5 separate regions of the Mus musculus genome follow, and regions 2, 3, 4 and 5 are each linked to region 1. Evidence: chromatin contacts called from public Hi-C and promoter capture Hi-C data. All regions are on one chromosome and are shown on one strand. The core of a region is the stretch at or near the end of the contact, and the rest is flanking DNA. Distances in the headings are between cores, read along the strand shown.

Region 1 (4,935 bases), core at 918-3,417:
AAAGTGGTCAGTACTCCAGCAAGCAATGCACTGGGCTCCATATTCTTTAGTGTGTCTCCATGTGACTCATTCTCTTCTCACTAGTCAGACACTGGGACATAATTAGGAAGTAAACAGGGATGTGTTTAGAGTAGGAGCAAGCAGGAGGAGTCTAGGCAGGCCAACCAGTGAAGCAGCTGAAGTCCAGCATCTTCACCATAGCATCTGCTTCCTTGGAACTCAATGCAGGGACTGCAGTTTTTCCACTGCAGATGGCAGTGGCTGCTGATGCTGCTGCCCTGCTGTTGCTGCTGCTTCTGCTGCTGCTGTTGCTGATGCCCTGTTGTTGTTGTTGTTGCTGTTGCTGTTGCTGTTGCTGTTGCTGTTGCTGCTGCTGTTGCTGCTGCTTCTGCTGCTGCTGTAGCTGTTGCTGCCTCTGCTGCTGCTGCTGCTGCTGCTGCTAGTGCAGTTCACTGTAAAGGAAGCAAAGGTGTGGATATGGGAAGACTGGAGCATTAAAACTGGTCTGATTTTGAGTGGTGGCTCAGTTGTTAACAGCACTGGCTGCTTTTTCAGAGAACCCGGGTTTAATTTCCAGCATTCACACGGCGGCTCATGTTACTCCAGTTTTAAGTGATCTGATGCCCTCTTCTGGCCTCTGCAGGCACCGGGCATGCATGTGATAAACAGATATACATGCAGGTGAAACATTCATACACCTAAAATAAAAACAAATACATCTGAGAGAGAGAGAAAGAGAAAGGGAGGGTGGCGTTCTGCTCCCCACAGTACACTGAGAGTAAGGGACATTCCTAGAGACAAAACGTTAATTGACCCCCAACCTTCATCTTCCCTTATTCTTCCTATTTAACTGGACACTGGGATAGCTACTGTCTAAAATATGTTCTTTATAAAAGTCTTCCCAGTAGCTATGGCTCATGGAATGGAATGGGGAAGTCCAGTAAAAGTTCTGGGTTGGAGCCAGTACAGAAAGAATGTTGATCTTGTAGACACCGTCTTACCTCTGGCTTTACTTCTGGCCACTTTCCACTTTCTGGCGGCACCAAATGACCACAAGCTCCAGGACCATGGCCTACCAAGTTCAGAAATTCTCAGTCAAGGTTTCAAAGTAGGGTATTTTCTCATTGGGTTAGCTCAGTCATATGCTCATCTCTGAACCAAGCATGTTAAGCTATTAGAAGTTGGATTTGCCAGGCCCAGTCACTCCTGTGTGGGAGGACAGGATCAGCTCCAAGTCACATGGACTGAATGGAGGGGTTCCCTCTCTAGAATCGCGAGGCTTTTGCTATGAGCAGGCTATGGATGCCGGCAGGCCCCTCAAGGGTGTTGGCAGATATTGAAATAGAAAAAGAAATGATTTTCAACTTCTAGGCAGAAGATCTCTAGGGGAAAAAATGTGTCAACGCATTTTTATTTGTTTTCAAATTGTGATCACCAAGTTCCTCAAAATTCCACAAGAAAAATGAATCCAGTAAGCTAATAGTCTCGCATAGTTTTTCACAGTAGGATAGAGCTGCCTTTAAATGATACCCTGCCTGGGGGTTTTGATCTCTGGAGACACGAAGTAAGCAGTAAACAAGTCAGCAGGCAGTTCCAGAGCAGTGCCAGGAGGTGTCGACAAAGAGCTGAGCTGAGCTTCCATAGAGCTCGCTTGCCCAGCGGACTTGCTGCAGATTCCCTAGAGCGGCAGCAAACAAACATTTACTTAGATAAGAAGGATGGGGTCGGAAGAACGTTCAGTGCAGAAGGAACAGTTTTGCCTGAGGGCGATGCGATCTCAGAACCGAAGAACACGGTCTACACCGAAGGCGGGGAAATGTTCTCATCTTCTTCCGCCCGGAGGCGTCTCCAGTGACACCTGTTTCTTTTTGTGGGGTATTTTTTGACTGTAAATCCTCATTCTCTCTCTCTCAATAGCTATTTTCCCTGTTACTTTTTTTTTTTTCTTCAATCTTTTATCCCCTTTCGTTACTTTCGGAGTCCCAAAGAGCAATCGAAGGGCCCTTCTAAGTGCCATCCTATCCGGCTTCTTCCAAGTCCAGAGTTGTTAATAGAAAATATCTGTCCCTCCCAGACCTATTTTGTGGCAATGGCCTTTGTACCAGAACGCCCTCCCCAAACAGCCATCATCCTTCAGGAGGGTCCTCATGTTTTACTCAAGCTGGCCAGCAGATGGCAGGTTCTTCCTAGTAATGCAGGAAGGCTCCGTAGACTCAAAACTGCAGTGATCTACACGGAATCCGGACAGAAAAACGCAGATCCCTGAGTCAGAGGATGGGAAAGAGGCTACTGCCACCGATCCACAGGACTCCACCTACCTCCCCAGCCCCGATCTCTTCCATCAATCTCTATTTCTGGGATTATTTTCAAAGTCAGCAGCAGCTAAATCACTCAGAGCAAATTTATTAAAGCCACTCTGCAGTGGCTGGTTTCAAACTCACTATGTGGTCCAAGCTGGCCTTGAACTTGTAGCTCCAGTTCTAACCTTTCATGTGGCTGGGTATATGTATGGGCCACTATGACTAACAGACAGTTCTCAGAACAAAAGCAGTTTCCACCTATGTGATACTCTGGTGCCAACTCTTCAGACTGTCAAATTCTTACATAGGGCTGGTGGCAAGAGCCTTTACTCACAGCACTTAGGAGGCAAAGGCAGGCAGATCTCTGAGTTTGAGGCTAGCCTGGTCTACAGAGTTCTAGGTCAGCGGGGGCTTGCCAGAAACAAAACAAAACAAAACAAAACTGACGTCCTAACACATTTTATACACATCCCCTTGTCTCATCTAGATAATTTGTGTTAGAAGCAACCTTACAGATTACCAGTCTGAGAGCTGACCTGTCTGTCGTCCATGTGCCTGTGGGCTAGAACAGAAAAAAATGTCATTATTTTTACTAATGGAAATTTAGCATTTTCCCTTTATCATAATGGAGGTAATCAAATACATCATATCCACGACCTTCACGAGGATGGCGGCATCAATGGGCGTTCTCAAATCTCATTTGGTTGCCCCAGTTTTCACAAACCTCACGTGTATTGATGCTTTGGACTCTTGGTGGTCATTAGACCTCCTTCTAGATTATGTTACTTAGAGCGTCAACACAGTAGATTATGTTTCATAATATCCTGCCTTGTTTTTAACATAGCACTCTTTTAGTTTAATTGGTTATCTGTAATTCTACATATCGTGTCTTGGACATTAAAAAAAAGGTTTTGAAAATACACTGGAGAATCAAAGAGGCCCACGGCATGGGAACAGATTAATAACAACATTTATCTGATATAAATAAATAACATTTATTCTGATAGAGGGATCCTCACTCTGGCAGGAGGGGTGTCTGGCTCAGAACCCCATCACTGGCTTTGAACAGACTTGTCTGCACTTTGATCTAAGACAGAAGAAGAAAGGACCAGAGGGACAGGCAAACATCCAATATGGGGGATGTAGCTCTAAGGACCCATGTCCTGCTCCAAGCTTCTTATTCTGTGTCAGCCACCCCTTGTGTCTGTAGCTGGGGGTTGGGCTGGGTGAGGTGAGGTGAGTGTCAGTCAGGGTTCCCTTCTCCAAGGCTAAATAAATAAATAAATAAATAAAGCCAGCCCCCAACTCTGCTCCATGGAGTACATTTTCCAGGGGGCTGCTTAGCCTGCTACTGGGAATTTGCAGACACTGGTCCAGGACCTGGCCTTTTTATGGATAGCGTATCTAGCAGTTGACAAATCTTTTACTTCAGCCATCTTTGGGTTTAGTATTTTTTTAATATTTATTTATTTATTTATTTATTTATTTATTATATGTAAGTACACTGTAGCTGTCTTCAGACACTCCAGAAGAGGGCGTCAGATCTCATTACAGATGGTTGTGAGCCACCATGTGGTTGCTGGGACTTGAACTCAGGACCTTAGCAAGAGCAGTCGATGCTCTTAACCGCTGAGCCATCTCACCAGCCCTGGGTTTAGTATCTTTAGATTAGCAGTATACATTTAGAATTTTTAAAAAAAAATGCTGTGTGTTTTGCACATGGTACCTTATTTATTTATTTATTTATTTATTTATTTATTTATTTATTAGATTTATTTATTACTATACATAAGTACACTGTAGCTGTCTTCAGACACACCAGAAGAGGGCATCAGATCTCATTACAGGTGGTTGTGAGCCACCATGTGGTTGCTGGGATTTGAACTCAGGACCTTAGGAAGAGCAGTCAGTGCTCTTACCCGCTGAGCCATCTCACTAGCCCCTACATTTAGAATTTTTAAAAGAATGAGAAAATATAGCAAAGTTTCCTTCCGTCCTTCCTTCCTTCCTTCCTTCCTTCCTTCCTTCCTTCCTTCCTTCCTTCCTTCCTTCTACTCTTGCTTTCTTCTTTTTTCCCTGCCTCCCTTCCTCCCTCCTTTCCTCTTTCCCTCCCTCCCTCCCTCCCTCCCTCCCTGCTTTCCTCCCTCCCTGTCTCCATGTCTTCCTGCCTCTCAGCCTTCCTGCCTTCCTGTCTCCTACCCTCCCTCCCTCCCTCCCTCCCTCCCTCCCTCCCTCCCTCCCTCCCTCCCTCCCTCCCTCCCTCCCTCCCTCCCTCCCTCCCTGTCTCCCTGTCTCCCTGTCTCCCTGTCTCCCTGTCTCCCTGTTTCCCTTCCTCCCTGCCTCCCTCCCTCCCTCCCTTCCTCCCTGCCTCTCTCCCTCCCTCTCCTTCTTTCTTCTTTCATCTTGCTTTGTATCCCAGGTTAGCCTCAAACTAATAATCTTCCTGCCTGGTTCAGTCCTTCTTGCTGATATAGGAGTGTGCCACCATGCCAGGCTATAGCAAGGATGCCTGACTGTTCTTCTCATTCTGCAGTGCGTGCTCATCTCTCACTCTCCCAGGCGTGCTCATTTATCTGAGCCTCTGCTCCCTGATCTTGGATGCGCTCAGATACTGAGTGAGGTGGGAGCTCATCTC
Region 2 (4,935 bases), core at 1,633-4,132, 380 kb after region 1:
TCTCTATTTAAATGCAAATAACTCTGGCAAAGATAATAAGTTATGAGAGTCATTAAACATCAGTGTGATTAGCTTATTAGATTGTTTTCCTAGAAGACTCCTGAGGGAGCATTGTACAAAATGGTCATGGCTTAGGGATCTGTCCACAGCAAGTCCCTCCATCTCAACATGCCTCAACTCCCTCTACAGTATGGACTCCAGGATTTGTCCCGGCTAGTTCTCAGATGTGGTCGGAGTGAGCAGGAGGCTGTGACGCAACAGAGCATCTCAAGCATTGACTGTCACAAGCAGAAATGACAACACTGGTGGCCTGAGGGGAAACAGTAGGGGTTCATATTGAGGTCTTGATTCTCAGCCAGAAAAATAGGCAAGGACACGAGGGGAAAGGCAAAATTCCAGGGGCCAAAAATAAAAAGATACCCAACCTAAGCATTCATGCATGAAAGGTACATTAAACAACAGGATACCAGGCTTACCCATAAAATGAAAGAAAAAAAAGCTGTAAAATGATAATATCCAGAGTAGAAGAATACAGATGAAAGGGGGCTGCTAGTGGGAATACAAACTGTCTATTTAGCATCATGGATCAAAAGACCTTAAATGTGTGAGCCAGCAATTCTAACTCCAAGAATGGACTGGAATAAATAAAGGAGAATGTGTACCTGATTCAGCTGCAGGCATTCTCACCACAATATTGGTTTTAATCACAAAGACTCTAGAAATTATCTAAATGACCGACAGAAAATTCATCATAAATCATGGTACAAACCTTAAACTGTATCCTAGACCTGTTTTGAAATATATATATATGAGAAGTATATTTATTAACAGGAAAATATGCCTAATAATCTTTGGGACAAAAGGCTGTAAACACATGTATTATGCATTCATATTATGTATCTTCTTATCAAGAGGTGTTTGCAGAAACATGAATAGTAGCTATAAATATTGTGAACTCACAGAGTCATTTCTTTCCTTTCATTGTTTAACTTTGTTTGCATGTGTAAAAAACTTTCGCTAAGAGGCATTCAAGGAAAGGAGAAAAATTCTCATAAGAGGAAAGCCTTTTTTTTTTCTTCAGTTTGAGCCAAGAATTTTTTAATCTATAAAGTGAGGGGAGAGAGAACAGCTTCCTTATGTAGTCTGTGAAACTCTGAGGAAAAGGGATAAGAAATGCGTGAAAAGAGTTTTGAAGTCAATAAATCTCCCCGTGGCATCAAAGAAGAGGAAGGCTGTGGAACCGTTATTTCTGCTCAATTGCTTGTAAAAAGAAAAGAAGAAAAAGAAAAACCTGGTCTCAGCAATGGTAACAGCAGGTTGCTCAGTTGAATAGGAAAACTCATCTCAACAAAGCCAAATAGGAGGGAAGAGAGTTAAAAGCAGCTCTGAAGAAGTACATCAATTAACGCAAGGATGCATTTTGTTAAAGTGACTGGAGAGTGAGTCCAGGCAGTTACTTCCGTGAGTACCTGCTCCTTCTAGCTGCGGTGGGTTCGAGTAGGCAGCCTGTACTGACACTGCGCATTGCGCATGAGCTTGGGGCGCAGGGGGCACAGGAGGCTGAGCCACTAGTGGGAGTAGCTGCATGTAGCAACTCATATTTTCAACAGTAGTGAGGAGATCTTTCTTCCTGATTTTGCTAGCTCCTCACCACAATCAGTCCATTGCTTCATAAGTGCATGACCCAAACAGAGTCCTGCAGTACAGCACAGCCACGAGGATTGGCAGAGCAGCTTACTGAGCCCTCTCCTCCAAGCACCCTTGCTGAGAGCAGACACAGCATCTCAGCCCTCAGACACAGCTCCAGCAAAGGGTGAGAAGCAGGAGCGAAGGGACGAGGTAATTTGCCTCCAGAGCTGTTCCCTAGCCTGAGTTCCCTCCTCTTCACCCTGTTTTCACAAAGACTAAGACCTTTCTCCTTTGACAACACCCACTTTACAATCGTTAGTGGATACAATGGTATAGAACCAGAGTGCAGCATAGGAAGTGGCTAAGGCAGACAAAACACCTCCACTCCACCAGTGGAGTTAACATCCTAGTAGAAGAGACAATGAACAACAGAACAGCAATAAAATGTTGATGAAAGTAGAGAGTGGAGTGTGATAGAGCCCTTGACTTTGGTGACTATCTGCCTGGGTGCTGGTAAGCCCTGGGGCACGGTGTAAGAACCTCAACTTATATAATGTGTAATGAGAAGCCAACTGGGGAATAATATGATCAAATGTGTGTGTGTGTGTGTGTGTGTGTGTGTGTGTGTGATCATGTTACACATATATGTATATATGCATATATGTGTGCATATATATATCATATATGTCATATATAAGTATATATACAAATACATATATTTACATATTATTTCTGATCTGTTGACTGACCTACTTAGAAATTTACGTGAAACTCTTCAGGTTCTTCTTTTAAAATGCAAACATTTTCAACATCGGTAGCATCTTCATTGGAATGTGCTGATTATAACCTTTTCTCTCATTCCCTCTCAGTTGACAGTGAAAGTGCTGGGCATCTGCCCGGGGCTCTGAACCCAGGCAGAAGCATTTTACACAGCAGGAACACATGGGTGCTCAAGGGCGAATAAAGTTTCCAAGGTCAGTGATGGAAAAGAGTGAGGAGAGAGTGTCAGCCATGGAGCCAAGCGCTGCTAAATTCAGACTCTGAGACCTTACTCCCTGCCTGCTAATAGTGCAGTCTTGGCCAGCTTCCATTCTTAGAAGTTGGTAATAAAAGAACATGAAACAAGCATTCCCATAGTTGGAAATTATTGAAATGTATCTAAGTCATGCCTGTGAGTTCCTGCTGCACCATGCTGTAGGAGCACGCTGGGACTTAATTCAGGATCGTAACACTGAGTCTGCCCATCTAGGTGTTCCAGCTTTGAGGATGAGTCAGAGAGCAGTAACGTCCACAGGCTGCTTCTGGGGGCAGGGTTTCACTTTCTCCGAAAGTGATGAGATTTTGGAAACAGACTTTGGCAAAGAAATGTTCTTCTGCTAAATATAACAGGGAGGGTAGACATCCTACTCCACCCCAGTCTCTAAGCACTTTTAAATGTCTGTGTGACTCTCTACCAAAATGAAAAAAAAATGTGGCTTTTTGGTAAAATCTTATGCTGTTTTAGTTGGCAAGGTGAGCTGGAATCCACATCTAATTCTTAGAGGACTTGGCAAAATGGCAACTATTCTGCAGTTTGGAAGAGATCTAAGGTTGCCCTCCTTGACTTAGAGCACAGCATATTGTATATAGCTGCTTAGAGGGCAGTCAGGACTTCTAACAGTCAGTCTTGACTTGATTACAGTGTCTGCCTGAGGAGTGAATCCATAAACTTAACAAACCAAATCCATAAAATAATGAGTTGAGGAACCTGGAAAACGTTCTACAATGTGAAGAGGAGTGTGTGTAAAGACATAGAAGGTGAAGAAAATGCTAGAGAGTGAAAGAAAGATGAAATTTCAAGACCTGTAAGTCATATAAAGTACTCAGAAATTGCTGGTTGTTTGTGAGCCTAGAGGCTGCTTGGGGCTGAGAAAAAAGAAAAACAAACCCAGGTATGCCCCGTAGTTAAAACATTCCTGGGAACAGCTTAACCTTAAAGATAAAGAGGAATGTGAGGACATAACAGGGCTATCTGAACTGAGTCAACAACTCACAGAACTCTGACACCCTGCATGTACATGTAATTTTTCTGCTGATGTTTGAATAACCCAATAGTGTGTTGCTATGCTGAGTTCCACACCCCTAAGTCCCTTACCCCATAAAAACCCCTAGCTTTCGAGTCTCGTGGCTGACATCCGTTATCTCCTGTGTGGGATGCATGTCGTGATTCTTTGGGTGCCCGCCGAATCGAGAATTGAGTGGGGGTTTCCCCACTAGGTTCTATCAAGAGAAGGTGTTGTGTTGGGACCAAGAGGCAAGGTCCCTGAATGTGCTGGAGACAATAGACCAGCATGAGACTCTAAAGAGGAGAGAAAGTTAGGAAGCCCTCACCTTCTAATGAAGCTTCACCACCCTTTCTGTAGGTTATGCTCACCCCCCAGTGGGGCACCACAGACACACACCTCTTCAAAGCAAGGCAGGGGGTTGCCAGGAAGGAACCACTGGGGACAAACTCCTCAGTGTTGTACACTTGACCCTTTCAGCCTTCACTGTCTCAAATGAGCAACTACGACCCTGGCCTATGGGGCTGGAGAGATGTGTCAGAAGTTAAGAATACTTGTGCCTACAGAGGACCTGGACTGGGTTCCCAGCAACAACATGGTGGCTCACAGCCATCTTAACTCCAGTTCCAGGGAATCCAATACCTTCTAAACTCCTTGGGCACCAAGAACATATATAGCATATAATATATGTAGAATTAGTATATAGTATTAGAATTTGTATTCTAATATAGCATATTAGAATATAGTATTATAGTATAATATATACATGAAGACAACACACACACACACACATATATATGGTAAATAAATCTTTAAAATATATCTCCAGCATACTTAACCTGCTTCTCCCAAACTGCAGCTTCTCACTGATCTGAAATAAACAGATTTTATCTCCCCAGCTCAACTAAGAATAGAAACACTTCTTGACAGTCATTTTTCTCTAAAGGTTGTGATATATCTTAGACATAGTTTTGGTTTTACTCAGTTTCAGTATGTAACTTAGGCTGGTTCAAGACCTTCCTACATCTGTTTGCTGAGTGCTGGAGTTACATGTCTGTGTGCATCACCACAGTGTCACTGAGAGTTCAAATGTTCATTTAAAAAAGTAATTGTATGTGTGATGAAGCTGAGCATATGAAGGAGGATCAGACATACCACGGCACAGGTGTGGAGGTCAGAGGACCACTCTGGGGGGTGGGGGGTGGAGTTGATTCTTTCCTTCTGCTCTGTAGAACTCAGGTGTCTCAACTTCCAGGACAATTTT
Region 3 (4,935 bases), core at 686-3,185, 360 kb after region 1:
GGGATCTTTGTAAACATGCTGGATTATTTCCTCAGGATAAGTTCCCAGAAGAGGAACCAGTGAATGCAACGGCATAGACACCACTAGGGGTTTGAAATGTTCTGCCTTAGAGTCCTTCAGAAAGAGAGTACATTGCCACCAGTTGGAAATGTTTTCAACAATCTTCTCATTTCTGTGTCACAATAGGAATCCCATTTTAAAGTCCTTTAATTGTGTTTCATTATGATGAGAGTAAGAAGAGAGGATCAGATGTATTAGTCAGGTTTCTCTAGTAACAGAACCTATCTCTAGTAACAGAACCTATCTCTAGTAACAGAACCTATAGAATGAACACACACACACACACACACACACACACACACACACACAGGGGATTTGTTAGAATGACTTACAGGCTGCAATTCAGCTAACCCAACAATGGCTGGCTATGAACAGAAAGTCCAGGAATCCAGTAGTTGCTTAGTCGATGAGGCTGGATGTCAGTGTATGCAAAAGTCTCAAAGTAGGCTCTAATGCCAGTGAAGGAATGAACCTGCTATCAAGGCCAAAACAAGCAGGCAAAGAGCAGAAGCTTTCTTCTTCCGTGTCCTTATATCGGGTTCCAGGAAAAGGTGTGGCCCAGACTAAAGGCATGTCTTCCTACCTCAAGACTCACATTAATGTCACTCATCTTCCTAACTCAAAAAAATCTGATTAAAAATGGATTTTCTTCCTGCAAATTAAGAAAAAGAAGACCCTCACAGACACTTTTGGAGTTTTAGTCCAGATGTAGTCAAGTTGACAACCAAGAACAGCCATCCCAGGTAAAGAAAAGGTTCCTCCAGCTAAGAAGAATAGGCAAACAGAGTGCATCTGATTCCAGTAAGGGCAAGCAAAACAAACCCATTTCTTCAGGCTACAATACTTAGCTTTCCTAGAGCCTGTTGCTGCAGTGGCTGTATCATGTCTCCAGGCCTGGATGGTTCTGTTATCTCCAACATACGAAAGGAAGACAAGTGTCATTAGTACCAACACCTGGAGTTGGCCTCTTAGCTCCATCCTGGAGAGAGGGAGAGGGTAGGGACAGTGCCAGTCTTTCCCAGAATAACAAACCCAGAACCAAGAACACATAAGGCTCTATTCACTGCACAAAGAGGCATCATTTTATTTTGCATATATCCAAAGCAGCTTTTTGCCCCCAGGAAACCCATGCCTACGTTCTCTTTGAGATCCTCTAGAGCATAAAAAATTAAACACACACACATAAATGTAGCGAGATAGGGCTGTGTGTACTAACAGAAGCTGAAGTTGAAAGTGGAATCTAAAAATCACCTTACAAAGATAAAAAAATAATTTGAGTTCGCAAATAAGGACCCCAGTTACAGTGTCCTGCCCATTTCTCTTTGTGTTTCTAAATTGCTGAGAATGTGGCAGGCAGATCATTTTGCCTCTGTTCTCTCACTTTTCAGTAGAAACATTCTACCTGTGGTCTCTCACTCTCTGTGACCTCATTTTTATACCTGTACAACATTTACAATTTCCCAGTTGTTTTTACTAATACGGTGGGTTCTCCAGCGCCAAGCCCTGTGCTAAGTGTTGTACCTGCAGGACCTAATTTCATCCCTGTGATGTTCCTATGAGTCAGGTATGATTATCACACCTAAATTTTTTTAATAGATAAGACTGCTATATAAAATCTGGCGTCCTATCTCAGGGATGAAAACAGTCAGGATCCAAACACTGCTCCTTGATTGCTAACGGTGATTTCCATAGAAACTGAAAGAGTCCAAACAATCACTGTTTTGAAACTTCAGGTACCTTGTTTTAGCTTTGGAGGTGCCCATTTCCATGGAAACAGACGTGATAGCAGCAAAGGGGAGAACTGGCTCTGGTAACCCTTGGAGACCATGGCTCTTTGAAAGCAGGACTGTTGCTCCCTGAATCACACCTGCCCAGCCCCGGGCACAGAGCAGATGGCTGGAGTTTCTTGATTATTGGCTCTTGAAACAGGAGAACAGGCCTGCCAGTATGATACCCGAATCCCAAGCTAAGCCTCACCAGTCAGCCTAAATATTTCAGGAAAAATTAAAAAATTTTAATCAAAGTGTTCACAGAGACTACCTATCATCTCAAACACTTTAAAAATAATTGCTAAATATTCTAGCTCACTCATATAGAAGTTTATTTTTATCAAGTAATTACTGTTGTCGAATGGCTATTGGCTTCACAAAATATGTGATGTCAGGATCTCATAATTAGAATCTCACTGCTTTATGGTATACCATAAAGAAATTGCCATATAAAACTTTGCACACAAATATTTTAATGTTTTGTCATGCATAGTTTAAGACAGAATAAGGTGGAATTGGAAAATGTTGTACTGGGAGCCAAATCCAACCTGTCACTGCTTTGTAAATAAAGTTTTAGTGGCACACAGGCATGTTTTTCAGCTTTTCTGCTGTGAAAGAATAGCTGAACAAAGAGCTACAAAGCTTACCCTATTTGTTATCTGGCCATTTAAATGATAGTATACTGAGCCCTGATCTAAAGAAACCCCATAGGCATTACTTTCCTGCAGCAGTCACCAACTCAAAAAAGAGATTAGCAACTGTCTTAGTTAGGGTTTCCATTGCTGTGAAGAGACACCATGACCAAGGCAACTCATATAAAGGTAAGGGTTTAATGGGGGCTGGCTTACAGTTTCAGAGGTTCAGTCCATTATCATCATGGTAGGAAGCATGACAGCATGCAGCCAGACATGGTGCTGGAGAAGGAGCTGAGAGTTCTACCTGTTGATGGGAAGGCAGTCAGGAAAAGACTGTCTTCCACACTGGGCAGAGCTTTAGCATAGGACCTCAAAGCTCACCCTCACGGTGACATACTTTCTCCAACAAGGCCACACCTATTCCAACAAGGTCACACCTCCTAATAGTGCCATTCCCATTGGCCAAGCATATTCAAACCACCTCAGCAAGCAATCTTCCCGTGTCCCTTGAAAAGTAATGACATATGTGACAAAAACAGTTTAAAAGTGTTATAGACTACAGATGCAATAAATAAGCAAAGAACTGGTTTCAGAAACCACATTGTGTTTCTGTCTTTCTTCCTCTCCGGCATGAGCTCAGCCTGGACTTGAAACTAAGAAGACTGGGAGCAGACAGCAGAGTAGGGGAACTGTGTGACAAGAAGTCCCCAGAACCTGCCCTGTCCTCAAGTCTCAGAGTAAGGTCAAGATTTTCTCATGTCAAAGCTTAGTTTGGGCACCCAGAGTGGTGGAGCACATCTGTACTCACAGAACTCGAGTAGCTGAGACAGGAGGATTATGAGTCTGAGGTCACCATGGGTTACAAAGCGTAACCATATTCAAAACACTGGTTTGGGGAGAAAGCTCAGTCAGTAAAGATGGTCACTGTGCAGGTGAGCTCACCTGAGTTCACATGTTCACCATGCACAAAACATGCTGGGTACAGTAATGTATGCCTGGTATCCCAGTGCAGAGGCAGGCGGGAGGATTCTGGGGGCTCACTAGCCAGTCAGTCTAGGCAAATAGGTAAGTCCCAGGGCCAGTGAGAGACCTGGTCCCCCAAAATAAGGCAGTGAAAGAATTAAGGACACCCAATGTCCACCTCTGACCTCTACATGCACATGCACCCAGCACGTACACGTGCGCACACACACAGTAACAAACACAGCATATACATGCACACACACCCATACTGTAGGCAGCTGGCGCCTAAAAGATGGCGCCGGTCTCCAGTACACCATCGCCGTAAGCAACACCACTGTGCAGGCTCTAGCCCGAATCTGGCACCAACCCCTCCCGAGCGGGTACATGCAAATTAAGGTGCCGGCAGACTGACCAATCCCAGGAGGACACATAGCCCTCCCCAGTGCTGGGATGTATATAAGCAGTCCTCCCTGGGTTCCCGGGGTTCCAGTAGCATCGAGGTGTTCCTGCAATAAAGCTGTTGAGAAGAATCCGACCGTGTTGCGTTTTTCCTTGCTGGAGGAGGTTGGCACAACACCATACAAACACTAGCTCACTCTGCATGCAGTGATGCTATCTGGTATGATAGAGAGCCAGTAGAGACCTCGGCTTGCCTGCCAATGCTGCCTGGTGATGCTCACTTGACAATCTTGAGCAAAGGAGTCCACTGCAGACTCACTGTCCACTGAAACAGAAGGAAATGACCCCTGCCTTACTACACCACAGGATTCTGAAGATCAACTGGGAAAACATGCAGGCACTGCATGTCTCACGTGTGGTAGAAGTGAGGGTCGTGTGGGGAAACGACACAAATAGCACCCAAGAATGTGGAGTGGAACAGAGCAACAATTACACAGAGAGAAAGGCAGCTCACCCCAGTTTCCTCATATCCTTTAACTATTTTTTGTTAATGCTGCTATTTATTGCAGGGTTTGTGCTTGCTTCTGTTTTTTAGACCATATAGCCCTGGCTGGCCTGGGCTTGTCTTGCTGGCTCCACTTGCCATGCAGACCAGCCTGATCATGGACTCACAGGAATCTACCTGCCCTTGCCTGCTGAGCGCCAGATAAAGGTGTGTCCTAGTTTTAGTTAGACATATGGATGCGTGTCTGTGTCAATATGTCCACCTGCGTGTCAGTGCCAGAGGCCAGAGGCATTGGATCCTGTAGAGCTGGAGCTAACGACAGGGGTGAGCTGCCCACTGTACATGCTAGGAACTCCACTTGGGTCATCTACCAAAGCAGTCTATGCTTTTAGCCACTGAGCTATCTCTCCAACTCATCCTTTAACTTTTCTTTTTTTTTTTTTTCCCATTTTTTATTAGGTATTTAGCTCATTTACATTTCCAATGCTATACCAAAAGTCCCCCTTACCCACCCACCCCCACTCCCCTACCCACCCACTCCCCCCCTTTGGCCCTGGCGTTCCCCTGTACCGGGGCACACAAAGTCTGCGTGTCCAATGGGCCT
Region 4 (4,935 bases), core at 925-3,424, 310 kb after region 1:
AGTTCATTTAGGGTTTGGGACAGTCACATACTGACAGAATGGACATGCTACCTTCCTGGGGAGTTAATGACCTGAAAGGCTCAGATGGACAGAGAAGCTCTGGATAGGAGCATTGATTTGACCTGTAACACCAGTGGAAGCTTCTAAGGAGGAGATCCACATTCCAAACCCAGCAGTATCTCCCACCTCCAGATTGCAGGAAACAGACCTGTGTGTGGAATCTCCCATCCCCACAGTGCCATCTGACCAGCCTCTGCTTGGAGAGGGGTTTTAAGAGAAGTCTCTGGGAGCAACAAAAGGATGGACCATCTAGAGGCTGCCTTATCTGGGGATCCACCCCATAATCAGCTTCCAAACGCTGACACCATTGCATACACTAGCAAGATTTTGCTGAAAGGACCCAGATATAGCTGTCTCTTGTGAGACTATGCCGGGGCCTAGCAAACACATAAGTGGATGCTCACAGTCAGCTGTTGGATGGATCACAGGGCCCCCAATGGAGGAGCTAGAGAAAGTACCCAAGGAGCTAAAGAGATCTGCAACCCTGTAGGTGTAACAACATTATGAACTAACCAGTAACCCGGAGCTCTTGACTCTAGCTACATATGTATCAAAAGATGGCCTAGTTGGCCATCACTGGAAAGAGAGGCCCATTGGACACACAAACTTTATATGCCCCAGTACAGGGGAACGCCAGGGCCAAAAAAAATGGGAATGGGTGGGTAGGGAAGTGGGGGGGAGGGTATGGGGGACTTTTGGGATAGCATTGGAAATGTAATTGAGGAAAATACGTAATAAATAAAATAAAATTTAAAAAAAAGAACAACTCAAAGTCAAATCATGGATCCAAGCTGATGACCTGTGTTCTGTTTGCTTTCCATTCTGCTGGGGTATCACTCTTCAGTGACTCATGGACCCTTACAAAGTTAAGATTATCCAGCACACCAGCTCTGTGCCCACTTTTTTATATCTTATTTTGCTTTTTGTATAGCACATATTTTTTTTGACATTGTCAGTGCCCACTGGCTCAAGGCTGACAGGAACATGTTCAATTTATAACTGTTGCACTGAAAAAGACCAAACAGGGCAAACCTGTTGTCTGTCCCCTATATTACAATGTACAAGAATATCTGTGCTCCTGGTGGGTGGGAGTCAGAGGTCCTGACAGTACCATACACATCATTTGTGTGGTTTGGTTTTGTTTATTTTTCTGTCTCTCCTTTGCTATTTCAGGGAGATAAGGCCATTCCCAGAGTTTTATTAACTGACATTATCTATTGAGAACAGCAGACCAGAAGTGGCTGGGCATTTCAAAGTAAGGGGCCCTACAAAAGGAATGGATTCTTTCTTCAGCTAAAAGCTGGAAATATCCTTGACACCATGGGCAACTCCATCCTTTCCTGAGGCCTGAAATGCCAGAAGTGTTTAGCTGGAATGTCTTTGGTCCTGCCCTGGCCAGAGAACAGGGATGTCAGAAAGGAAGAAAGAACAGGTTCTGGTGTTTCCTCATCTCTTTCCTCTAAATGAAGACCCCTTCCCTTGGAATCATAAATGAGGACTGACTGAAACCAAGAGGCACTTAGACACCTGGAGCCAAAGCTGGGCTGGCCAGCTCATCCATACGAAGCATTACTAACTGGAAGGCTGCAACCCACAGTGGTACCCACTCCCAGGGACCTGCTCTTGCTGTAGGAGCTTTGCATCTTTCTGTCTCTGAAGCTTTCTATAATAAAATACTCTTTTTAAAGATCACCTCCGTGGTACAATCATTCCATTCTTCAACTCTGCCAGACAAGAACTGGAAGGTCACTTACTCGGTAGAAGTTTTGGGTGACTGCAAGCATCTATCATCCTAACTCTTGATTTAAAAGCCCCCTCCCCCCAAGAGCCGAGAAAAACCCAGTTACTCTCAACAACACGCTAAACATTTTCCATTTCATATTCACAATAGGACTTCCTCCTCCAATACCCAGGGAACACTCAATTCCTATTTACTGGAGGAATTATTATTAATACACTTGCTTACAGGGCTTGGTTAGGATTTACAGATGAGCCAAAGGAGTGCCTTTGGGAATGAGGTGGAGGAAAGGGGTGGACAGGTCTGCGGACTGGGTAGAGTCAGGGAAGAGCTGACAGACAGGAGCTATTTATGCCTCTCATCTCTCTGACTCATCCTCAGCCACTGTGAGCAGGAACCGCCAGCCCTGCTCTGCTCCAAGCCCACAGGAACCACAAGCCCTGCTCTACTCTCTAGCCCCCACGCATCTCTGATCAGTTAAAATTAAAACCCACACTGGGTCTGGTATAGACGCAGCCACCTGTAACCTCAGCTCTTGGGAAGCAAAGGCAAAAATAGCAGGAATTGGAGGCCAGCCTGGACTACTGAGGAAGTTCTAAGCCAGTCTGGGTTGTTGATGGGATTCTAAGTTAGCCTATGTTAGAGTGAAACTCTCTCAAAAGCAAAAGAGTAAAATAATAAAAACATAAAATAAAAAAGAAGTAATCACCATTGTAAATACTAGGCAAGATTCTCTTATTAGTTAACTTTCCTAAAGGTGAGGAAACTGAGGCACAGATGCTGTTCTTAAAAAACAAAATCCCCACCAAACCCAGACACTATTGTGGATGCCAACAAGTGCTTGCTGACAGGAGCCTGATATGGCTCTCTCCTGAGAGGCTCTGCCAGTGCCTGACAAATACAGAGGTGGATGCTTGCAGCCAATCATTGGACTGAGCACAGGGTCCCCAATGGAGGAACTAGAAAAGGACCCAAAGGAGCTGAAGGGGTTTGCAGCCCCATAGGAGGGACAACAATATGAACCAACTAGTACCCCCAGGGCTCCCAAGGAGTAAACCACCAACCAAAAGTACACATGGAGGGACCCATGGCTCCAGCTGCCTATGTAGCAGAGGTTGGGCTTGTTGGACATCAGTGGGAGAAGAGGCCCTTGGTCCTGAGAAGGCTCTATTCCCCAGTGTAGGGGGATGGCAGGACAGGGAAGTGAGAGTGGGTGGGTTGGTGAACAGGGGGAGGTGGGATGGGATAGGGGGTTTTCAGAGGGGAAACTAGGAGAGGGGATTAAAATTTGAACTGTAAATAAAGAAAATAAAAAAATCATATGGCACAAGGCACATTGTTTTTAATTATGATTTCATTGCCTCTTATAAGTGAGACATGGGTTTACCGCATGCCGGGTCTTGTAGACTGAATATAAAATAAACTGCTTAATCCTCATTAAAAACAAACAAAACAAAACAAAACAAAAACAAAAACAAAAACAGAATCCCAAACGTTCGATTTATCAGTGAAGGCACAGAAGCCAGATGCTGTGGTGGAAGCCGGCTAGCTCACAGAGTCAGAGAAAGTACCCAGCTGACCTTCCCACTCCACTGGTGTCCCAGAAGGAAAAGCCCCTCCTCCTTCTGCACTCTGTCTTTATACCCTTCAACTCAGAGACTCTCCTTCTCTTTCCTGGGTTTTCTTATGCTCACTCCCTGACAATTGGTTGCTTAATCTGCCTCTTGGTCTATCGTTGACTTTATTGAGTTCTTGTTTACAGAAAGGTCTTGGATTAAAGCCATGTGCTAGGGCTGAGCCACACCACAACAAGGTTTATCCAGTTCACAATCTTGGGGTTCACACGGTGATCACATATCCTACATCACAAAGAGGAAGAATTAAGTGTTGAGTGACTGAGCTGGGATTAAACATTCATTGCTCACATGGAGTGGCTGAGCCATACAGAGCCACCAACAGGCATGGACTGAAGTAGCAAGAACAGAAGGCAAGGCTGAGAAGTTCCCCAGCAAACTGACCTTGTGGCTAAGTAAAGAAGTCTTTATTTTGCATGATGAGAATGGAGCTGATAACTCTGCATCTCACAGGTACCCTCAAAGGCTACATACACTAAGGCTTCCTCATGGCCAGCCGTTCCAAGTAGGCTGCCATCAGCCCTGCTCAGTTAGGCAATGGGAAGGGATTGGTGCATTCAGCACAAGCATCAGCTAAGACAGGCATAAAAACATAAAAAGGAGCCAAGCCAGGCCCCATCCGCACCAAGGAGAGCAGCTGAGTTCTGAAAGCAGGCTTATTAACTTTACCAGGCTCTGACGTTGCCATGGATACCACTAACCCAGTGTAGTATTACTTCTGCCTCTTGGTCCTAAAACTGCTTTGCTCTTCAGCCCTGAGTCATGCTGGCAGAGTGGGATTTTCTTCCCACTTCTCCAAATGGGCCCTTAAAGTACAAATGGCTTTTGAAGACTCAGAACCAGAGAGAACTCATCCTATTCCACACCATCGTTTCAAAAATTGGTTCCTTTCAAACACTATTGTACACCATACCAGCTGCATTTACATGAACGTGGACTTGTGTGAGTGAGCAAAACTGTGTTCTTAGAAAGTGCGTATCTGTGCTGTGAACACCACAGACCGTAGAAGTTAAAGGAAGGACATTAGTGAAGTACAAGTTCAGGTGTCTGTACTTATGTCTGTAATCAATAGTGGTCACGGAGCTCTTGAAAGGGATGTGTTAAGACTGTGGACAACCCAGTACAATGAAATCAACTTCATCCCCAAAATGATGCTCTTGAGAGTTAATGTTCTCAAAGCCTCAGCAAACAAGCAAAATTGCTTCTGACACTAACATTCCCAATAAGCACTTATCAGATGGATGAAAGTGTATTCATTTGTGCTGCACTTAATGTCTCACCCCCTCACCTCACTTGAGGCTCACAACTACATAAACCCAACAGGGCAATTGTTGCCTGTTCCATAATGAGTTATAGAAACACTGATCGCTTAAGAGTGCTGCTGGAGAAACTTGCTTGAAATGTGCACTTCCCAGTGGATCGATGGGTTGATCGATAGATGCTCCAAAGGCTGATGGCAGGAGGAAGAGTGAGCAACTGGAGCAGAATGTCAATGCCTGGACC
Region 5 (4,935 bases), core at 839-3,338, 300 kb before region 1:
AGCTCTCCTCCCCCTCCCCCCATTACCTGGGTTTGGATACATTACAATTCTTGGCTGGTGGAGTAATTTTTTTCTGGTTAATTTTGATAAAGAACTAGATCTTACATAATAGCTAGTATTTAATGAGCATTTACTGTGTTGGAATTATGCTGACACAATAGAACTACTGCTTACCATCGTTTACTGTATCAGTGAAGAATTACAATACAAAGAAGCTAAGCAATATCCCCATTAGTCCTATTTACTACATCCAAGATACTTAGCCCAGAGGAAGGAAACCTGTAGTGAGAATCTGGAATTTTAGTTTCTTCTAAAACACAGAAATATTCTAAGAATGTGTTTCTGTTTTAATCCCAGGTGTGGGATATGGGGCTGCTTAAGACCGTCTGCAGCAGCTGACTATGATTTGCCTCGTGCTCTAATAGAGGCATGGCTTTGCCAGCTGCAGATAGTTTCTGCAACTGTTTGGACTTCTGGGAACTTTCCAGAGGGTATATAAGTGCTGGAGCCCCAATAGGTAGGGTTGGTTACTGTTTCTTAGTAGTCATTCTCAAAGAAGGAACAAAAGGGAAGAAATTAGGTTCAGAAATCTCTCTCCCTCTCTCTCCTCTACCCTTCTTTCTCTCCTACCTCGTGATAGGGAGTGAAACTGGGGTAGGGGGATAAAGTGTGGGAGAAAGAAGAACCCATAAAGTAGCAAAAACCAGCTACAGAAACCAATACTTTATCTTTCACAATTTGTTTTTAAGGATTCAAGAAAACTTATGTCAGGCTGGAGAGATAGTTTGGTGGTTTATAAAGCATTGACTGCTCTTCCAGAGGTCCTGAGTTCAACTCCCAGCAACCACACGGTGGCTCACAACCATCTGTAGTGGGATTCAATGCCCTCTTCTGGTGTGTCCAAAGACAGCTACAGTGTACTCATATACATAAAGTGAATAAATAATTAAAAAGAAGAAGAAAGCTTACATCTGGGAAGCATTGGAATCAAGTGATGCCTTTGACTTAACAGAAACACAGGCCAGAAGAAGGGTTTGGTTTATTTGCCCTAGTCCCACAGTATGATCCCTATTATTTTTGCCCCTCACATAACACACATAACTCTACTGAAATTGCCTTTCCCCTTTCCTGTATGCCAGAGGTACAGTAAAGAAACTGCTCACTTGGCCACGCCATTAGAAGAAGGTATTTGGTTTTTTGTTTGATTGACTCTGGTCTCAACTATCTAAGTGCTACCACAATTTTAGGCTTATGACACCATGCCCAACTTTTTAAAAAATAGATTTATTTTAGAGTTATGCATATACTTGTGTGGAATGTATGGGCATAAGTGTGTGATGGTAAGCACCTCTCTCTCTAAGCAGAGGCCAGAGGGGCCTTTGGGTGATCTCCTCTACAATGTCATCTACTCCTTTAAGATTGAGTTTCTCCCTGGATCTGTGGCTCCCCTTTTGCCTTTTGTTAGCTAAGCTGCAAGCCAGCAAGCCCTCAGGTCTCAGCTGGAGCTGGGGTTGAAGATCTGTTCTCTTTCCTGGAGTGATGATAGCCAAATCAAACTCCCAGTCCTTATGATACCCAATAAGCACTCCACCGAAACAGCTCTTGTTTGGTTTTTGAGACAAGGTTTCACTTTATAGCTCAAACTGGTTTGGAATTATGTAGCTCAGGCTTGCCTTCAGCAAATGACTATCTGCCTACCTCATTCTCCCACCCCAGTGGGATGACAGTAATTGACACTAGACCAGCAATTTGGCCTTTTAATTCTTTACTGGTTGTCCCATTTTCTTTTCCTGTTACGATTTTTCTTTTTTTTCTGAAGTAAGTAAAAAGGGGAAAGGAAGGAAGTAAAAAGAAGGAAAAGAATCACCATTTGCCTATCAATGTAAAATCCTTCTACTAGATGCCCAAAGGCATCAGGCCCTTATCAAATATGGCCGCCCAGGCCTCGCCTGCCGACGCTTGCCCACGGTCAACATGGTGACAGCGTGTGGCGTCGACTTCCGTTGCCCTCAGCCTACCAACGCACCCTTCGCGACGGGGCGGCGAGTTTCCACAACGGCGGCGGGCTGAGCGCATGCGTGGCGGCTGTGGCGGCGGCGGCGGCGGCCGTGGCGGGGCAGCGGGGCAGCGGGGCAGCGGGGTGGCGGGGAGTCTCTGCCCGCAGTTGCTAAGCTGCGGCGGCCGTGTCGTGATGGTGTAGCGGGGCCTGCGGGCGGGCGAGGAGGCCGGCACGGCCCACGCCTCCTGAGCGGCTCGGTGCAGCGGCGGCACGCTGAGGGGGCGTCGCCGCCGCTGGCCCCCGGCGCCCCGGGAGGCCGCGCCCGCCATGGCGGCCCGGGTGGTGCTGGATGAGTTCACGGCGCCCGCGGAGAAGGCGGCGCTGCTGGAGCGGAGCCGCGGGCGCATCGAGGCTCTGTTCGGGGTGGGCTTGGCCGTGCTCGGCGCCCTCGGGGCGGAGGAGCCGCTGCCCGCGCGTATCTGGCTGCAACTCCGCGGCGCGCAGGAGGCGGTGCACAGCGCCAAGGTGAGTCCGGCCTGGCTCGCACGGGCCGCGCGCGGGGCGCTCGGAGCGGGTCCGTCCTGGGAGCCTCGGGGTCCCTGTTTGTAAAGGGCGCTGCGAAAGCATCTCCCTGACTGGTCCCTCGCGAAGTGCGCAGAACGCAGAGCCATCAGGCCCCGGAGCACGCGCGCTGAGCGGGCTCGCGCTCCCTCCGTCCGCTGGTCCCTTGGATGTGCGCAAGGCTCGATGCTCCTGGTTGGTCTTCACCCTCCAGGCCGCCACTCCAGGGCTTCTAAACCCTTTGGGAATCTTAGGCCTGAACCTCTAGGAAATCAGGAAGGGAACGCATGTAATGACCAGACGCTTCAGAGGTAGAATATTTGGTAGCTGCGTTAAAAATATTATTCCTGTAGTGTTGGTGTTCTACGATTAAATGATGGTTGTTACACTTCTGACATTCCGCCGAGTACCACAAAAGGAATACGCAGGCTTTAAAAATCCGGCGAATACGTTTTGATAGGGCTTGTTCCTTCTATTAAATGAACAACTGGAGAAACTGAAACTAAGCGGTGACTCACCTTGTGTATAATCAGTATTTCAGATTCAGCACCGCCATCAGCCCCTCCCCCTTGTCAGAAAACAGCAAAATTTGACCGCGGAGGCGCTTATGCCTCTAAAATCTCATTGAGTCAGTGAAATAGCCAGGTTAGTCGACAGGTTGCCAGGAGAACGGGCAATTTAATTGCTTCTATGCAAGAGAGTCCTCCAAGCCGTGGGTGGGAGAAGGCTGAAGGTGTATTGTATAGCATCTTAAGCTCCCGGGGAGGAGTAGGAAGTTGAGGAATAAGGTATTGTTTCCTCTTTGGTGTTTCGAGGGTCAGATCTGGGAACTTAGGAGAATGCCCCTCTCTGCCCCTCTTGGTTTGAAGTCACCAATGTCTTAAAGCCCCCTGTTTGGAGCTTCCTGAACATCTTCTACCCACCTTTTCCCAAACTCTTCCACCTATCAGGCACCAGAATTTGTTTCTAGAAACCACATGGGCGATGTTTTGTTTTTGTTTTTTTAAAGATTTATTTATTTATGTATGTGAGTACACTGTAGCTGTCTTCAGACACACCAGATGAAGTTGTCAGATGCCTTTATAGATGGTTGTGAGCCACCATATGGGTGCTGGGAATTGAACTCAGGATCTCTGGAAGAGCAGTCAGTGCTTTAAACCGCTGAGCCATCTCTCCAGCCCCAGCGATGCTTGTTAAACAGTTCAGCTCTGGGGAGACTTTCTTTTTCTATCCTACATCACAAATTTCACATTACTCTTTAAGAGGTTGTAGCTCCAGGTGTCGATTTAATTTAAAAAAAGAAATGTTTACCATGTGTAGGCTGTAAGGTGCTTATTTGTGTGATTCTTGACAGTGTGGGGGTTGAACCTGTTGGTGTTGGACCAAGTTGGTTCCCCTGTGCTTAGCTCCTTGCGCCGCCCACTCTCTTACTACCCAGAGCTAAAACATGCCTGAGGCTTGTCACTTTTAAGTGTCCACCAGGCACTCACCCCTCTCCTCTCCCTGGCCTTCGCCTTGGTTAAGACCTTTGCTTCTGCTGGAGTCCCTTCCAGCTTGGCTGCTTCTCATTCCCTGCCTCTGGGCTCCTGGTTCACTCTCTATTCAAAGTCAGCCTTCTTCAAAAACTCCTTCTTGCACCCTGGAACCTGGTAGGGACTTCCTGTCAGTCTGAACTCTCGGAACTGTGTGAGACAAGCTTGCTGTGGTGACTGGCTGGCCTTGGATCACTGGTCCTTCTGCCCCTAGGTTACAGGCATCTTGTTTATAATGGCTCTGGTAGCCGCTCTCTTAGACTTTCACAGCAGGCTACTCTCTCCTGTCCTGGCTGTGTTTTGGACCCTTCCTGCTGCCGCTTTTTTTGAGGACACCCCAGAGGTGGAAGATGCTTCCCTCGGTTTACAGGAAAGCCATGCCTCCACCAGTCCTTCCACCCCGGTTCTCTCTGTCTGTCAGTGCCACAAAGCTTGACACAGCTGATGGGAAGGGTGTGACGTATGGTGTATTGGTAATAGTAATGTCACCTGCCAGCTTATCTTAATCTTAACATGTATTACTCATAATGTAACCTTCCCGCCTAAAAGAAATCCCTTTTCCTTTCCCTTGAGATTTATGGTAGGAGTTGACTGCAACACTCACCGGCAGTTTGTTTTACTTTTTACTTTTTACTTTTTTTTTTTTTTTTTTTTTTTTGAGGAAAAGAAAACTATTAACTTGGTGTAAGTAGAAATGTCACTGAAGGGAAAATACAGCAAAGAAAAGTTTAGCCAGGTGGTCATGGTGGAACTTACCATAGTCCCAGAACTCTGGAGGCCAAGGCATGAAGGTGGTGGTGTGAGGCCAGCCTAGGCGACACAGAGGAACCCAGCCTCACAAGC

What was found. Promoter capture Hi-C pulls out the DNA fragments that hold promoters and counts their contacts. Hi-C and Micro-C count contacts between places; a contact is called where the count stands out from the background.
Region 2: a contact with region 1 is called in a Hi-C map of cerebral cortex, with 2.9 times the contacts expected there. The contact joins two enhancer-like sites. A contact is called at or near these places in 12 of 39 promoter capture datasets (the 3T3-L1 cell line, the C10 cell line, the HPC-7 cell line and 6 more), 1 of 15 datasets of contacts at CTCF or cohesin (pro-B cells), 6 of 484 Hi-C or Micro-C datasets (cerebellar granule neurons, cerebellum, cerebral cortex and 2 more) and 4 of 115 datasets of contacts at active chromatin or transcription factors (embryonic stem cells, fibro-adipogenic progenitors, forebrain and 1 more).
Region 3: a Hi-C map of cerebellum shows a contact between it and region 1, with 2.2 times the contacts expected there. The contact joins two enhancer-like sites. A contact is called at or near these places in 9 of 39 promoter capture datasets (the 3T3-L1 cell line, the C10 cell line, the HPC-7 cell line and 4 more), 3 of 15 datasets of contacts at CTCF or cohesin (the NIH/3T3 cell line, large pre-B cells and pro-B cells), 5 of 484 Hi-C or Micro-C datasets (the HL-1 cell line, cerebellum, cortical neurons and 1 more), 1 of 115 datasets of contacts at active chromatin or transcription factors (embryonic stem cells) and 1 of 9 other capture datasets (adipose tissue).
Region 4: a promoter capture Hi-C map of hippocampal neurons shows a contact between it and region 1, with 4 times the contacts expected there. The contact joins two enhancer-like sites. A contact is called at or near these places in 7 of 39 promoter capture datasets (the 3T3-L1 cell line, the C10 cell line, embryonic stem cells and 4 more), 1 of 484 Hi-C or Micro-C datasets (cerebral cortex) and 1 of 115 datasets of contacts at active chromatin or transcription factors (stem cell-derived neural progenitor cells).
Region 5: a promoter capture Hi-C map of hippocampal neurons shows a contact between it and region 1, with 5 times the contacts expected there. The contact joins the promoter of N4bp1 here to the enhancer-like site in region 1. A contact is called at or near these places in 7 of 39 promoter capture datasets (3T3-L1-derived adipocytes, the HPC-7 cell line, hippocampal neurons and 3 more), 2 of 15 datasets of contacts at CTCF or cohesin (CD8 T cells and the NIH/3T3 cell line), 6 of 484 Hi-C or Micro-C datasets (CD8 T cells, cerebral cortex, double positive thymocytes and 2 more) and 7 of 115 datasets of contacts at active chromatin or transcription factors (embryonic hindbrain, embryonic stem cells, kidney and 1 more).

The regions. Positions count from the first base shown.
Region 1 is chr8:86,582,528-86,587,462 of GRCm38.p6, reverse strand. No RefSeq gene overlaps it. Among named protein-coding and RNA genes, the nearest start is that of Abcc12, 18 kb to the right of the region's middle. Within about 2 kb of position 2,167, at least 93 of the 459 cell types and tissues checked have an H3K27ac peak or open chromatin away from gene starts, as enhancers often do. A contact at or near this core is called in CD8 T cells, cerebellum, cerebral cortex and 2 more, where this site is marked.
Region 2 is chr8:86,200,013-86,204,947 of GRCm38.p6, reverse strand. All of the region lies in intron 3 of Gm33632 (a long non-coding RNA gene), which reads right to left. Among named protein-coding and RNA genes, the nearest start is that of Gm33577, 8.7 kb to the left of the region's middle. Within about 2 kb of position 2,882, at least 24 of the 459 cell types and tissues checked have an H3K27ac peak or open chromatin away from gene starts, as enhancers often do. A contact at or near this core is called in cerebral cortex, where this site is marked.
Region 3 is chr8:86,222,036-86,226,970 of GRCm38.p6, reverse strand. No RefSeq gene overlaps it. Among named protein-coding and RNA genes, the nearest start is that of Gm33577, 13 kb to the right of the region's middle. Within about 2 kb of position 1,935, at least 5 of the 459 cell types and tissues checked have an H3K27ac peak or open chromatin away from gene starts, as enhancers often do. A contact at or near this core is called in cerebellum, where this site is marked.
Region 4 is chr8:86,273,165-86,278,099 of GRCm38.p6, reverse strand. No RefSeq gene overlaps it. Among named protein-coding and RNA genes, the nearest start is that of Gm33687, 4.2 kb to the left of the region's middle. Within about 2 kb of position 2,174, at least 31 of the 459 cell types and tissues checked have an H3K27ac peak or open chromatin away from gene starts, as enhancers often do. A contact at or near this core is called in cerebral cortex and hippocampal neurons, where this site is marked.
Region 5 is chr8:86,882,411-86,887,345 of GRCm38.p6, reverse strand. N4bp1 (NEDD4 binding protein 1) reads left to right here and starts at 2,088. Exons shown (of 7, transcript NM_030563.2): 1 at 2,088-2,524. The coding sequence starts at 2,327.